Linked DNA regions of Mus musculus: all the other regions are linked to region 1. The links are chromatin contacts, called in public Micro-C and promoter capture Hi-C maps. All regions are on one chromosome and are shown on one strand. The core of a region is the stretch at or near the end of the contact, and the rest is flanking DNA. Distances in the headings are between cores, read along the strand shown.

Region 1 (4,262 bases), core at 740-3,239:
ACCCACCCCTACTCCCACTTCTTGCATATGGATAAAAATAGAACCTTTGCTTCCTGCTCTTCCTATACCACACTTTCCCTGTCATGATAGACTCTCCCTGTGCAACCTTAAGGCTGAAACAAACGTTTTATTCCTTAAGTTACTCCTGGTCATTGAGTTGATTGCAGCAAGAAAGATGCTAAACCAGCCACCATGCCTGTCTTCCCTTCACATTAACCAGTAAAGAGCCGTACCCCACCCATCTGAGACTGAGGACTGAGACTGATACTGTTGTCAGTAAAAGTTCGTTCACTCTCTGAAGGGGCGCCAGGGCACCTGGGACCCTTCCATGAGACCCGGTGCCCGGGTGCTCACACCTGCAGCAGGTGAATAGAAGCATAGAAAGCCCAAAAACTTTATTGTTCTTAACATTGTTGCCCAACTGAGGGTTCCCTCAGCACAGGCAGCTGCTGATGTCCAAGATCAGAGGCTCCAAGAATGATTGGAACTCCCTGAATGAGGTGAGCCTTCAGGAGGGTTGTCATACCCTCTGTTTCAAAGACTAATTAATCTAATAGAGCTGGCCATCAAAATGCATCCCACAAGGATGCTGGAGACACCGAAGCCCAAGGCCAGCGTGGAGTTCCTCTGGGCTCGCCTCCAATCTCCAACAGAGTTGGCTTCCCGGGTCTGTGGAGGTGAAGGCAAACAAGCAAGATGGTTCCCAGAAGGAAATGGGTGAAGAGAGGGGCATCCCCGGAGAATCCGATATCAGGACTGGAGGGTGAGGAAGAAGTAACCAGGAGGGACACAGGATGAGTGAGTGGAGGCGAGGACCCAGGAGTCGAGGGAAGCAGAAGGGGCACACAGCCAGGTGGTGAGAAGGGAGGGAGATGCCCCTGTGGGACATGAAGAGGCTGCTGAGGGAGAAGACCAGAAGCTGGGTGGTACCCACCTTAAGGGAGAACAGCAGGGCTGGAATCGCCAGCAGGATGCAGAAGCAGAAGGCTGTGATGGACAGACAGAGGTAATCCTTCGCTGGGGCAGGCAAGGCAATCAGCATGACTGTCTCTGACCTGGGCAATCTCTGATAGGCCGGTTGCACTGATGCGATCTGGGCTTCCAGGTTCTTGATTTTGGTCCCAACCCCCATGGATCTTGGCCTAAGGAGGAGGTTCTGGGTGAATAAAAGCTGTACACAGAGGGTAAAGGGGGGGCACCTGAGCTCCCAAGAAAAGAGGGCCAGAGCAGGCCTAGTGGCCTGGTAGTCTGTCAATCCCATATGCTCAGCGGAATGAGTAAGGAGGGTTGGAAGTTCAAGACCCACCTGGACTACAAAATGTGTTGAAGGGCAGCCTGAGCCACTTTGTAAGAAGACCCTGCCTCAAAGAAAAGAAATTAAAATTAAAAAGAGGCTGAAAATTTCTCCCAGTGGTAAAACATATGGCTATGAGTAGCCATTTGTTCATGAGTAGCTGAGAATGTGACTCTGGCAGTAGCAAGAAGGGGCTGGGGGCATGAGCAACACCATTAGAACCCTTGCCTAAAATCCACCAATGAGGGGCTGGAGGTGTGGCTCAGAGGTACAGCTTTGCAAGCATCTGAGCTCAATCCCTACAATCGAAAGAAAAAATAAAGGACCTGACAAGCCAAATGAAGCATAAAACACAGATGATGCTATCCTAAGCCAGGGATAGGGCACCATCTGGAGTCCACCACACCTTCATGATCCTATGGACTAGTTTTGCTGGCCCCTTAGAATCCCCTCCCTATCGTTCTCAATTACTTTTCCTTCTTTTAAATCCTATTCTCTCTCTCTCTCTCTCTGTCTCTGTCTCTGTCTCTCTGTCTCTCTCTCTCGCTCTCTCTCTCACACACACACACACACACACACACACACACACACACACACACACTTTCCTCCCTCATTGTCCATAACTAATCATTACCAACTCAAGGTCTGTAGGTCTTCTCTTCACTCCTCAGTCCCTGAGATGGCCTTGGCAATCTGAGTCACTGGGCGTGGTCTCGCTAGCGCCCCCCACTTCATTATGATTGGCCACTGTCCAGTGGGTGTGCCTCCAGTGCTTAAATCTGATTGGTTCAATGTCTATAAGGGGCATTATCCAGCCACACCTTTTTTTTTCCATGCTCTTGAGTTCGCTGCTTTGAGCCCGGAGCCTGGCTTACAGCTGATGGCCCTTTTTTGTTACCGTCACACCCAGCACATGAACTAACTCACTGTCCAGTGTATGGGTCTCACTCCCAGGCTGAACATGAGCTATTAGAACAGCGTGGCTGATCACATCATGGTAACATCCGGAGATGTACGCCCAGGCTGGACCAGGACACAGGGTCACACAGTGAGTCAGGCCAACAAGACCCTGGCTCTCCCAGAGTTCAATGTTCATGAATGAGAGAAAGGAAAAAAAAAATCAAATGAACTAATAAAATTAACTGTGAGCCAAATGTGTTATGGTTTGAATTTTAAATGCTCCCCTCCCCCAGCTCGAATTTTGAGCACTTGGTCCCCGGCTTTGTGGTGCTTTGTGAAGGACGTGGGACCTGGCAAGCGGAAGTAAGTCTCTAGAGGCGGACCTTTGAAGGTCATTCTCCAGCTTTAGTTTACAATTATAACTTCTGCTTTCTGTCTGTGGCCTTGTGAAGAGCAGCTGATGCTGGCCCTGCTGGTGTTAATTCTGCCAGTTGTGAGGCACTGAACAGTAGTAGTTTTTCCCAACTAAAGGATTCACTCCTGGAAGGAACCAGGGCTCTTGAGTTTTGGGAGGCAAATAGAAGCTCACATGGCCTGAGAGAACCAAAACTTGGAAGACTCTTGAGAGCCCTTCCCCAGCAGTCAAAGAGTAAACAAGTCTAGGGGGAGGTAAGCCTCAGCCCTTACTAGGTCTCCTGATAATCTCAGTGGGAATTAAAACCAGGCCAGGTTGGAGGGGTCTCACCAAGACTGAAGTTGAAACAAGTTTATCGCAAGCAATCTGTCTTTTTATACCCTTATCAGAAACAATATGATGCCAGTTGCCAGGAGGAATGCAATTGTAGTTGTCAATGACGTTTGCAAGCCATACGGGGTACACAAGATTCATATCTAAGACGAATTGTTATGCCAAACTTCTGTAACAGGGCCCCAGACCTTAGCCCAACTGACTCCATGATGGAAGTACCACAGGCAACACCATCTGTCAAAGCCCATCTTACCAGGGAGGTCTCTAAACATACTAACCTTGCTTTTTGGCTTCTGCAGTTCTATACTATCTAACTGTTCTTGTTAACTGTAGTGTATCAACCCAGAACATGTGAAAGACCCCCGACGTGGGTAGTCAATCAATCTGAGGAGACCCTCTCAAGGACCAGCGAGACCACGATTCGGATGCAAACAGCAAGAGGCTTTATTGGGAACACGGGTACCCGGGCGACGCAGTCTATCGGAGGACTGGCGCGCCGAGTGTGGAGTTTTTACCCTTTTTATAGGGCTGGGGCTGGGGAGCAAAAAGCGCGGTTACAGAAGCGAGAAGCGAGCTGGTTGGTTAGTTCGAATAAGGCTTGGGGTATTTCTCGGTCATTTGGGGAAACTGAGGTGGGACTTTTTAGTTCTAAACAATGTCTATTTTTAAGAAATGGGTATGGGAGGGGTACGAGGAAAGGGTCTAATGAAGGTTCAACAATGGGCACACACCTGGTCAGAACATTGGCAGACACACAGGTTCAAGGAGTGGCCAGAGCACTGTGCACCTCTATTTTTTTAAATCAGTGAAGCTAGTTCTGCTAACACTGACGTCTGAGAGCCATCTGTTCTTGGCCCTGAGCCGGGGCCCAGGTGCTTGACCACCGATATTTGGCCCCTGTCCCAGTATTATTCAGCCTTAATCTTTAACTGTTAATCTTTAACTGAACTTTCTTGTAACTTTTGAGAACTCAGCTCTGGTACTTTTTCATGCCTTGCAAAATGGCGTTACTGCAGCTAGCTTGCTAAGCCTGATGGTGGGGTCTTTCATTCCCCCCTCTTTCTGGAAACTGAATAAAATCTTTTATTCACGTGATTCCACTTCTTCTGGATCTATTGATTTGAGTTGGTGATACTGTTGGGTCAAAACTAGGGCCTGCACTACCGAAATTCTGTCTTTTACAAACTGGACCAAGCGGTTGAGAATACAGGGTCCGAAGAGTAGGATTAATAAAAGTATTATCAAGGGGCCCATAATGGTGGATATTAAGGTCGTGAACCATGGGGACCTGTTAAACAGTCCCTCAAACCACCCTTGTCC
Region 2 (4,262 bases), core at 862-3,361, 340 kb before region 1:
TCTCAAGAAGGTCCTAAAGAAATGCAAGCCTCGGAAAGCTTGGTGGGGTGTGGCTGGGGAAGTCTGAGAAGTTGGAAGAGGCTAGCACCTGAGAAACCCACACAGGGAAGGGCAGAGCAGGGGAGAGAAGGGAGAGGGAGGGCAGAGCGCAGGCTGCTGAATAAAGACAATCAGAAGCATGGAATACACATTTAAAGATGGGAGTGAGGTGGGCAAGGAATGGTGGTACATACCTCTAATCCCACCACAGGAGGGTTGGAGTGAGAGGGGATGGAGAAAGGGTGAATCTCTGTGAATCCCATACCAGCCAGGATACATAGTGAGACCCTGTCCTAAAAGGGGGGCGGGGGAGGATGCTGCTGGGGAGGATGCTCGAGGCCCCAGGTCTAGTCCTCAGAAATACCTAAACTGCCTGCCCATAATCTCAGCACACTGGAGGTGGAAACAGGAGAACCAGGACTTCGAGGTCAGTCCTAGCTATAGAGAGCATCTGAGAGCAGCCTGGCCTACACACAAGACTGTGTCTCAAAAACAAGCAGAAGAAAGGGTTCTGTCTGGAAGGAAGTGCGGGGAGGAGGAAACTGGTGCAGAAGACAGAAGGGAGGGTCAGCGCATGGAGACAGGAAGACGATAAGATGGAGTGAGAAGGAGGAAAGTTTCGAGGGGCATCCATGGGAGACTTGTTTAAATTTTAGAGTTGTTTCCTTTCTAAGGACTTTTGGGGAGTAAAAACTCTCTTCCTTTTACAGTGTCTTACTGTAGTTCTGGCTGTGCAAGAACTCACTGTGTGGCCCAGGCCAAGCTTACACTCAGAGTCATCCTCCTGCCTCAGCCTCCCAAGTGCTGGGGTTACAGGTGTGAACTATTGAGGTGGCTTCCCATTAAAATCTTATGACAGCCAGGTGGGAGCTGTGCATGCCTTTAGTCCTAGTAGGAGACAGAGGCAGGCAGGTCTACAGAGAGTCCCATGACAGCCAAGGCTACACAGAGTAACCCTGTCTCAATGGGAGAAAAAAAATAAACTTATGACAACGAGTAGTGCTTAAAGAACTAAGTATAAATGGGGGAGACTTCATGAGAAAACTACATCATGTTTCATATATTCTTAATGAGATTTAAGAACATCACGGGTATCTCTCTGTGGTGCTGGAGCAGGATGGAAGGAGGTGTTTGGTCCAGCCTTAGCTGGGCAGAAGAACAAAGGTAGCCTGTCCTGGAGGACACCTGCTAGATGCCTAGGTTGTCTGGAGCATATGTAGAAAAGAAGCCTGGAGTATAGCATGAGGTGGGGGCTCTTCCAAGGAGACTTTAAGCCTCCCAAAACACTCAGGTCAGCCTTGGGTGTCCACCACAGCTGGATTCCCTTTCTCCATTGCTTGAGATGGGGCAGACAGTAGCTATGAAGATTTCCCTGCAGTGACCAGATATCAGGAGTCAGGAAGACATGAGGATCCCCCAAGAGCTAAAGGGCAGCCATCCTTGGACTCTGATTCTTTCCCTCCTTAGGTCAGTAACTTGAGTTCTCTTCTGTTCCTAGCCCCTGGAGGTGGCGGTGTGTAGGATCCTCTGCAGATTTCCACTGCTGTCCCTGGCCAGAGTGCAGGAACCAGAGGACCCAGAGAAGGCGGTGGGGACCCAGCCTGGCGCCAGGGAGTGTGCCCCCAATCAGCCGCCAGACCCACCCCAAGGCCGGAGCCAATGCACCCCGCTCTCCCTCCCCAGGCCTTGGCAACAACGATCCTATTTGTACCCTAGACCCAGAGACTCAGGCCTCCAGCTCCTGGGATCCAGGAGTCCATCCCCAGTCCCCTGGGATCCTAGTGTCCCTCCCTCCTGCATCTCCTGGTCTCCTTCTCCAGGACCTTCCCAGCTTCCCCTCAGGGTCCACATCTTGAGCTTAATAAATGTGCATTCGTTTTTTCCCCCCGTTCTGTCTGTGTATTGTCGTCTGTGGGCACCAGAGGACTGGGTGGGAGGCTGAGTTGATTGTCCTTTTCCCCCCTCCCCACTCCCCCCTCCTTCTCTTCCTCCTCCTCCTCCCTCCAGGGTCTCCTCCCTCTCATTACATCCTTCCTTCCACACCTCACCCAAGGGTCTTCCCTTCTCTGCACCTTGCCCCCATCTGCGTCCCTCAGATCCTCGAGTGGAGGCCACCGCCTTCAGTCCCCCACCATCCTCCTCCTCCCCAGCTCCCACCCCTGCCTGTGGGGCCTGGAAACGAGAGAGGAAATGACTGGGACGCTCTGGTCCCCGCCTGCCTGCGTCCGCGCCCGCCCGTGGCCACACCCTCCACCCTGAGGCAGCTCCCACGCGGTACTCTGACACTTCAGTCTGGAGATCTCCGGCTCAGATGTAAGTCCCTCTTTTGCTCTATTGCTCTGGGCCACACACGCAGGTGGGAAGCTGCTTGGGAGGAGAAGAGAAGGATCTCGATGCCTCTCTGCCTCGTATTCACTCTGTGGGCACCTTTTCTGCCTCAGTCTCCCTAGAGCGCCTCCATTGCGGGCAGACAGGTCCCTCTATGATCTGCCCATCACGGGTGCTGGGCGCGGTGGTGCCTGCAGGGCAGCCGGACACCAGCTCACTTTTTCCTTTGAGAGCAGCCCTGCGTTAGTCACCCTTCCTGTTCCCCTCCTGGCCCCGCTGCTCTGGGCTCCTGCCCTCGAGGGAGCAGACACAGCGGGCCACTGGCTTCCTCCACTCAGGAACCATGGGTCGGGAGGATCAGTTCCAGCTTTAGGAGGAGGGAGCGGCATCTTTGCCTCAGGGGTGTCAGGAAGCCAGGCTCGCCTGATGCTTCTGGCTTTCTTTGGGGATCAGCTCCTGGAAGAAGGGGATGGTGGCCTGAGACGGAAAAAAAAATCTCTCCCCAAAGGCAGATACCAGAGGGTCCTTGAGACCAGACGCCTGCTCCAAAGAGGCTGCGAGGGGGTGGGAGGGTGCGGAGGGGCTATGCCTTACCTTTGCCTCAGCTTGTCCCACAGATGTCACTGTCCAGTCGCCTGTGTCTCCTCACTATTGTCGCCCTGATTCTGCCCAGCAGAGGTAAGACACCACCACCACCACCCCTCGCCCCAATCCAGCTCCAGGAGGCAGCTAGATGGGTGATTGCAAAGCTCAAATACTGGGTACCATCTTCTCACTCTACTCCCTCGCCAACCCCCACCGAGTGAGCGAGCACCAGGAAGTGGGATTGGCGAGGCAGGCTCTGGGTAGCACCCTCTTTGGACACTTTTGAGCTCGGGTGATCCAGAGGGTCTGACTGGAGCCTGTCCTGCTGAGCATCCTCCCTTTCACCTCTGAGAAGAACTTGCTGAGTTTGACTTGGCTGGGAGATTGGTGTCAGTTTTCTACTCGGCCGCCAGGAAACCCCAGGCTCCAGGCAAAGCAGAACTGATGGGTTTTCTGAGAATACAGTTGGGCAAAGGGGTCCAAGCTGGGGCTCAGAGACCCTCACTCTGGCCTGGAAAGTACTTGTAAAAGTGCCCAGGTGGGTGGGCAGTTAGTTCTGTTCTGTGCCTCGCCATGCCCATTTTGTGGATGGAGAGAACTGTTGTTCAGTGAGCACACAAGGCGGGGTGGGGCACAAGAAGAAGAAGGAGCTGCTGATAAGCCCAATGAATCTGAGAGTCAGTAGAAGACTGGGTTGGGGTGAAATCGATAAGAAGATGTGGGACCAGGTAAAAATTGTGGGCTCTGAGCCTGCAGGGTCTGTCTGTCCTGGCATGGGTGTTCACGGGTGACTTCTGGCTGCAAAGGCTGCTAGGCATCTCGGGGGGGGGGGGGAGGAGACAGGGTCTAGCCCATGAAGCATGAGGAGCAAGCCCGTTCCCTCCTTAGCTGTCTGTCTATGGGGCAGAGAGCCCTGCTCCTTTACTAGCTCGTGCTTTTCAGATGAGGCAAATGAGTGGCTCAGGTCACGGAGCGAGGAGGAAGTGGTCGGGAGTGGAATGTGCTCCAAGGCCCTGGTTTACCCCAAACACCTGCACTCTCAATGAGGCTGTCCTGCAAGGGTGTGCAAAGGTCCTGCGGCAATAGGAAGACTTCAGTCACACTCAAGACTGTAGAGTGACCCAGTTAAAGCTGATTCCCCTGGGTCTTCAGTGGGTCTGGCGAGGTGGGACAGAAGACAGGAGAAGGGGGTGAGAGACTCCCTCCTGAACTCTCAGCCTTTATCTCCCCAGGGCAGACACCAAAAAAGCCCACATCCATTTTTACAGCGGACCAGACTTCTGCGACTACTCGTGACAATGTCCCAGGTA
Region 3 (4,262 bases), core at 1,275-3,774, 340 kb after region 1:
TTCCAGACTGACCTTGAACTCAAAAAGATTCTCCTGCCTCTGCCTTCCAAGTGCTGGGACTAAAGGTAAATGGCACCACACCTGGCTTATTTACTTTGAGTCGGGATTTATGAGGTCTGGGCTTTAAACAGTAATCTTCCTTCCTTAGTCTTCTGAGTGCTGGTATTACAGGTCTGTGCCCTCACACCTAGATCTCAGGAAACATTTTCTTTTAAAAATAAAGGTTTATTTTTATTCCTTTTTGGTGTTTTGTTATTTTATTCTTATGTGGGTGTTTTGCCTACATGTGTGTATGTGCACCATGTCCATGCCTGGTGCCCGCAGAGGCCAGAGAGGGCATCTGATCCCTGAGTGTTGGGATCCAACCTGAGTCCTCCACAAAAGCAGCAAGTGTTTCTACCCTCGGAGCCATCCTTTAGTCCCTCATGAGCATTTCCAAATCCAATCAGATTAACGCTCAAAACTGACCATCACAAGTGTTACCTACCGTAATGATGGCCAGACAACCACAGTAACTGCCGAGCTAATAATGGCGGCCTCCTTGCCTCTGTCTCCCTGCTCCTGGCATGTGTTCCTGGCATCCCCTGCACCACTAGAGGTCCGCAAAGCTGTGGCAGACTGTTCTGTGTACACTGCAGATGTCCCCGGTTTGTCCCAGTGAGCCTCCAAATGTAGTACCCAGATCAGCAACAGTAGCTTTGCATCCCTGATGTGTTCTGAGGATTTCTTAAAGGTCTCCAGCAGAACTCAGCCTCAGCATGCCAGAGAAGTCACTTCATCGCCACCAAAGCACTTACGTATTGTTTCTCTTTCCCACCGAACTCTTCTCTCCCCCGCAACCCGCTGCCTCGCTTTCCTGGTATCAACCCCCAGATCGATCAGTTCCACTGAATTCTCCTACTCTCAGGACGACCTCCATGTCTTACCCAATCCCAGCATCCATGCAGTGTCTCTGAGGCTTCTGCAGCCTTTTCCTGGGCTTCCGAGTGTCCAGCATCCACTGTGCTGAGCCAAGAGCCCTGATGAACTTTGCTAATGACCTGAAAAGGCGGGCCCCACGGCCGAGTTACTTTTAGCGGCAATTTTTCAATAGACATACGTGGAAGGGGCCAAACGTGTATTGTGAAACCTACGGCAGAGCAAGGGAAACAGCTGGGGTGGATGGACATCCACATGCCACCTCCAAGGTCACGCTGCTCCTCTGTTCAGATGGTTTCTTAGCTCTATGCCCACCTCAGGTCACACAGACTGGGCCTCCTTTGCAATAGGGCTTCTGGAAGAACATGCTTCCCAAATGATCACATTCAAGTTCCTAGGCCAGGCTTGTGGGCCATCACCCACGCCCTCCTCCTGAAACACTATCTGTAGAAGAGTGTGGGACCACCCACCTTTACCTCTTTGTTCCCTCCCTTGAGGTGTGTGTTAGCCCAAGTCCAACCAGGGTCTTCTGTGGGAGTAAGGAGAGACAAGACAAGATAGCAGACTCATTTCTCTGGGTCAACCTGTCCAGCCTCCTGACTCTAACCCCATTTCCTATCCCCCCACCCCTCAGAATCTCTGCTCAGTGCCTTGAGCTCCTTCTCGAATCTCAGGAGACACAAGTCTTAGTGTCAATTTTGCTCCTTCCAATCGGTGAAATGAACCTGTCTGCTTAAAAGAGCAAACCTGTTTCTGGACTTCCTGGGAAGGTGGTGCTGAGATAGAGGGGCAGGAGACAGAGACGCGGGCATCTAGCGTGGTGGGGCTATGTACAAGGATATGAATGAGTCCTGGCGTTGTCCAAGTGCTGCTTAAGGGGTGGAGGAGAGAGAGGAGAGAGATGGGAAGATGGATAGCATGCCTCTGACTTGTCCTTGCTCCTCATCTCTATTTCTGAGTCTCTCACTGTCTCTGTGTATTCACTTCTTTCCTTCAATGTATTTCTGTACCTCCCTTTCTACTCCACTCTCTTATTCTAAGACTATCTATCCTTTTAGAATCTCTCATCGGTTCTAGCTCTGTGTCTTTGCCTCAATGTCTGTCTGTCTTTATTCAGGGATATTCTTATTCCCAGTAGCTCCAGGGCGTCTCCATGGTAGGTGGTGCTAGGGGCGCGTCTTTGAGAGGAGGGAGGAGGGAGGAGGGGGCTGCCTACGCCTTTAAGCGCGGGCGCGCGCGGGGCCTGCGCCTTTAAGCGCGGGCACGCGCACGGCCCTGGGTTCCCGGCGAGGAGGCCGCGGGAGCACCCGGACCCGGCCCGCCTGCCCGGCCCCCGCCCGGCCCCCGCCCCGGCCCCGGCGGGGGAGGGGTCTCTGAGCGCGACCCCTCCCCCCTGAGCCCCCACCTGCGTTGCGATGCCCGGGTCCCCGCGTGGCCCTGTCTGTCTGTCCGTCTGTCCGCGCTCAGGCCTCGCCCCACCCTGGCCCTAGAGCTGCCCGGCTGCCCCCCACCCGCCACAGCAGACCCCCTCTTTCTGGGCCTGTCTCCTCGGCAGGCCACGAACCCAGCCGCGCCATTGCTGCCCCAGACCCTGGGCCGGTACCCTGACATCGGGGTGTGCTTGCAGCCGGCGATCGGATCCAGATATTCTGAAACCCCCAAGCGTGGGACCCTGATTTGGGATCAGCACCTTGAGCTCCTGCCATGGAACCCTAAGACTCGGACCTTGAACCTCAATATCTGGGGCTGGAATCCCGACATCCGTCTCTGGGACCCCAAGATTTGGAAGCCGAACCCCATTATTTTGGAGCATGGATCCCAATATTTGGACCTGGGACCCCAAGATTTGGCGTCCAAGCCCCCAAAATTGGAGCTGAACTCTGAATTGTCTGACTGATACGTTGACATCTGGGAGCGAATTCCCAAATCTATACCTGGGACCCCACTATTCTGGGAAATAAACCCTGGGATGCAGGCCTTCAATTCCAAGATCTGAACTGTGGAATTCTGTGGGGGAGCCTGAAGTCCTTGCTGCAGACATAAGTGCTGAAATCTGGGGCTAGAGACCTCCAAGTCTTGACTCAGCACCCTAGTATCTGAACAGGATCCCAGTTTCGGATGCCAGAACTGGACTCGGGATTCAGACCCTAAACTTCCCCTTCTGGCTGTTCGGTGTCTCAAGCCTGGCACTGAGAGAGCCTGAGCCTGAAAAACCACTGGGGCCTTGGTCTCTCAAGCTGGACTCTCGAGGCCCAGTGTTAGGGGTCTGGAACCCCGAGAGTCAAGTTTGGAGACTCCATAACCACAGACCAGACCTGGGGCAAGACAGTTCCTTCCCAGAGGCCCTGAGGACAGGGGAGTCTTGACCTGATGCCTCCTCCAGAGTTCTGACCTCACCCCCTTGGAGCCTAAGGACACTGCTCCCTGGGGTGGCTTCCAGTTCAGGTAAGGCCACTGAGAGACACCCGTGGTGGGAAGGGACTTGGGGTGGGGGTGGGGTTTCTTGGGCTACAGGTGGAAGTAGGTAAGTACCAGGTGCCCTGTGGCATCCTAAGCCGTTTTCATTGTCCCATGAGTGTGTCACCAACCCTCTCTGGACACATGACCCCAGCTCTGCCCCTCTCTGGCCTCCTTGATGGGATTCTAGATCTCGATGTCACCACCAGTCTAGCTTCTGGCCGTCTCAGCATCCTCTCTGGACCCCTTTCTCCACCTCTCCTCACAATGACAGTTTCTGCTTTGCTCTCTGAGCTGCCTTGACACCCCTGTCCCCTGCCCTGTTGTTCTCCAGTCACATCTGCCCACAGCCTCTCTCACTGACACTTCCTTCCCAGTGTCTCCCTGATCCACTGGCTTTCTCAACCTTTGCCCACTCCTGACCTCTAGGCTGAGACTGTGACCATCCCAAATCTAACATCTGTGCAGTCTTCTCCTCCCTACCTTGCCCTCCTCTCCTGCTGTTTCCTCTGTCCACCTCCCACCATCTCTCTTCTCTCCCTCCTACCCTGCGCTAACTCCCGGTCTACCCCCACCTGGCCAGCTCTGACCATTTCTACCTTGTCTGTCTTTCTACCGCTGCTCCACCTCTCCCCAAAGCCTTTTCTCTGACCAGTTGTTCTGGTTCCCTGATGACTGGTAGATCTGTCCTTTCTCCTCTCTCTGGCTTTCTTACTGGCTTTTGACTAGGTCAAAACTCTTGTATCTCTTTGTCCAGATAGACTTAGAAGGACCACTGCGACCTGCTAGCCCTTCTGCTCAGTTTCCCTCCTTAGTCATGCCTGACCTTTACTGATTGATAATCCTTGCCAACTGCCCACCTCTTCTCTGTAGCTCGTCTAGACCCT

Evidence for each region. Promoter capture Hi-C pulls out the DNA fragments that hold promoters and counts their contacts. Hi-C and Micro-C count contacts between places; a contact is called where the count stands out from the background.
Region 2: a contact with region 1 is called in a promoter capture Hi-C map of second pharyngeal arch cranial neural crest. The contact joins the promoter of Fxyd5 here to the promoter of 2200002J24Rik in region 1. A contact is called at or near these places in 12 of 39 promoter capture datasets (the C10 cell line, the HPC-7 cell line, cranial neural crest and 8 more), 2 of 115 datasets of contacts at active chromatin or transcription factors (large pre-B cells and pancreatic cancer cells) and 4 of 9 other capture datasets (adipose tissue, liver, macrophages and 1 more).
Region 3: a contact with region 1 is called in a Micro-C map of embryonic stem cells. The contact joins the promoter of Lrfn3 here to the promoter of 2200002J24Rik in region 1. A contact is called at or near these places in 1 of 39 promoter capture datasets (pre-B cells), 1 of 484 Hi-C or Micro-C datasets (embryonic stem cells) and 1 of 115 datasets of contacts at active chromatin or transcription factors (embryonic stem cells).

What each region holds. Positions count from the first base shown.
Region 1 is chr7:30,696,653-30,700,914 of GRCm38.p6, reverse strand. It overlaps 2200002J24Rik (RIKEN cDNA 2200002J24 gene), which reads right to left and starts at 1,989. Exons shown (of 4, transcript NM_026961.2): 1 at 1,929-1,989; 2 at 1,307-1,358; 3 at 935-1,142; 4 at 381-669. The coding sequence starts at 1,132. The coding sequence ends at 535.
Region 2 is chr7:31,040,180-31,044,441 of GRCm38.p6, reverse strand. It overlaps Fxyd5 (FXYD domain-containing ion transport regulator 5), which reads left to right and starts at 2,111. Exons shown (of 9, transcript NM_008761.4): 1 at 2,111-2,352; 2 at 2,985-3,045; 3 at 4,185-4,259. The coding sequence starts at 2,985. It overlaps Fxyd7 (FXYD domain-containing ion transport regulator 7), which reads left to right. Exons shown (of 6, transcript NM_022007.1): 6 at 1,538-1,927. The coding sequence ends at 1,560. All of the region lies in intron 2 of Gm38984 (a long non-coding RNA gene), which reads right to left. It overlaps Mir7050 (microRNA 7050), which reads left to right and starts at 4,125; the gene lies at 4,125-4,184.
Region 3 is chr7:30,361,034-30,365,295 of GRCm38.p6, reverse strand. It overlaps Lrfn3 (leucine rich repeat and fibronectin type III domain containing 3), which reads left to right and starts at 2,524. Exons shown (of 3, transcript NM_175478.2): 1 at 2,524-3,363.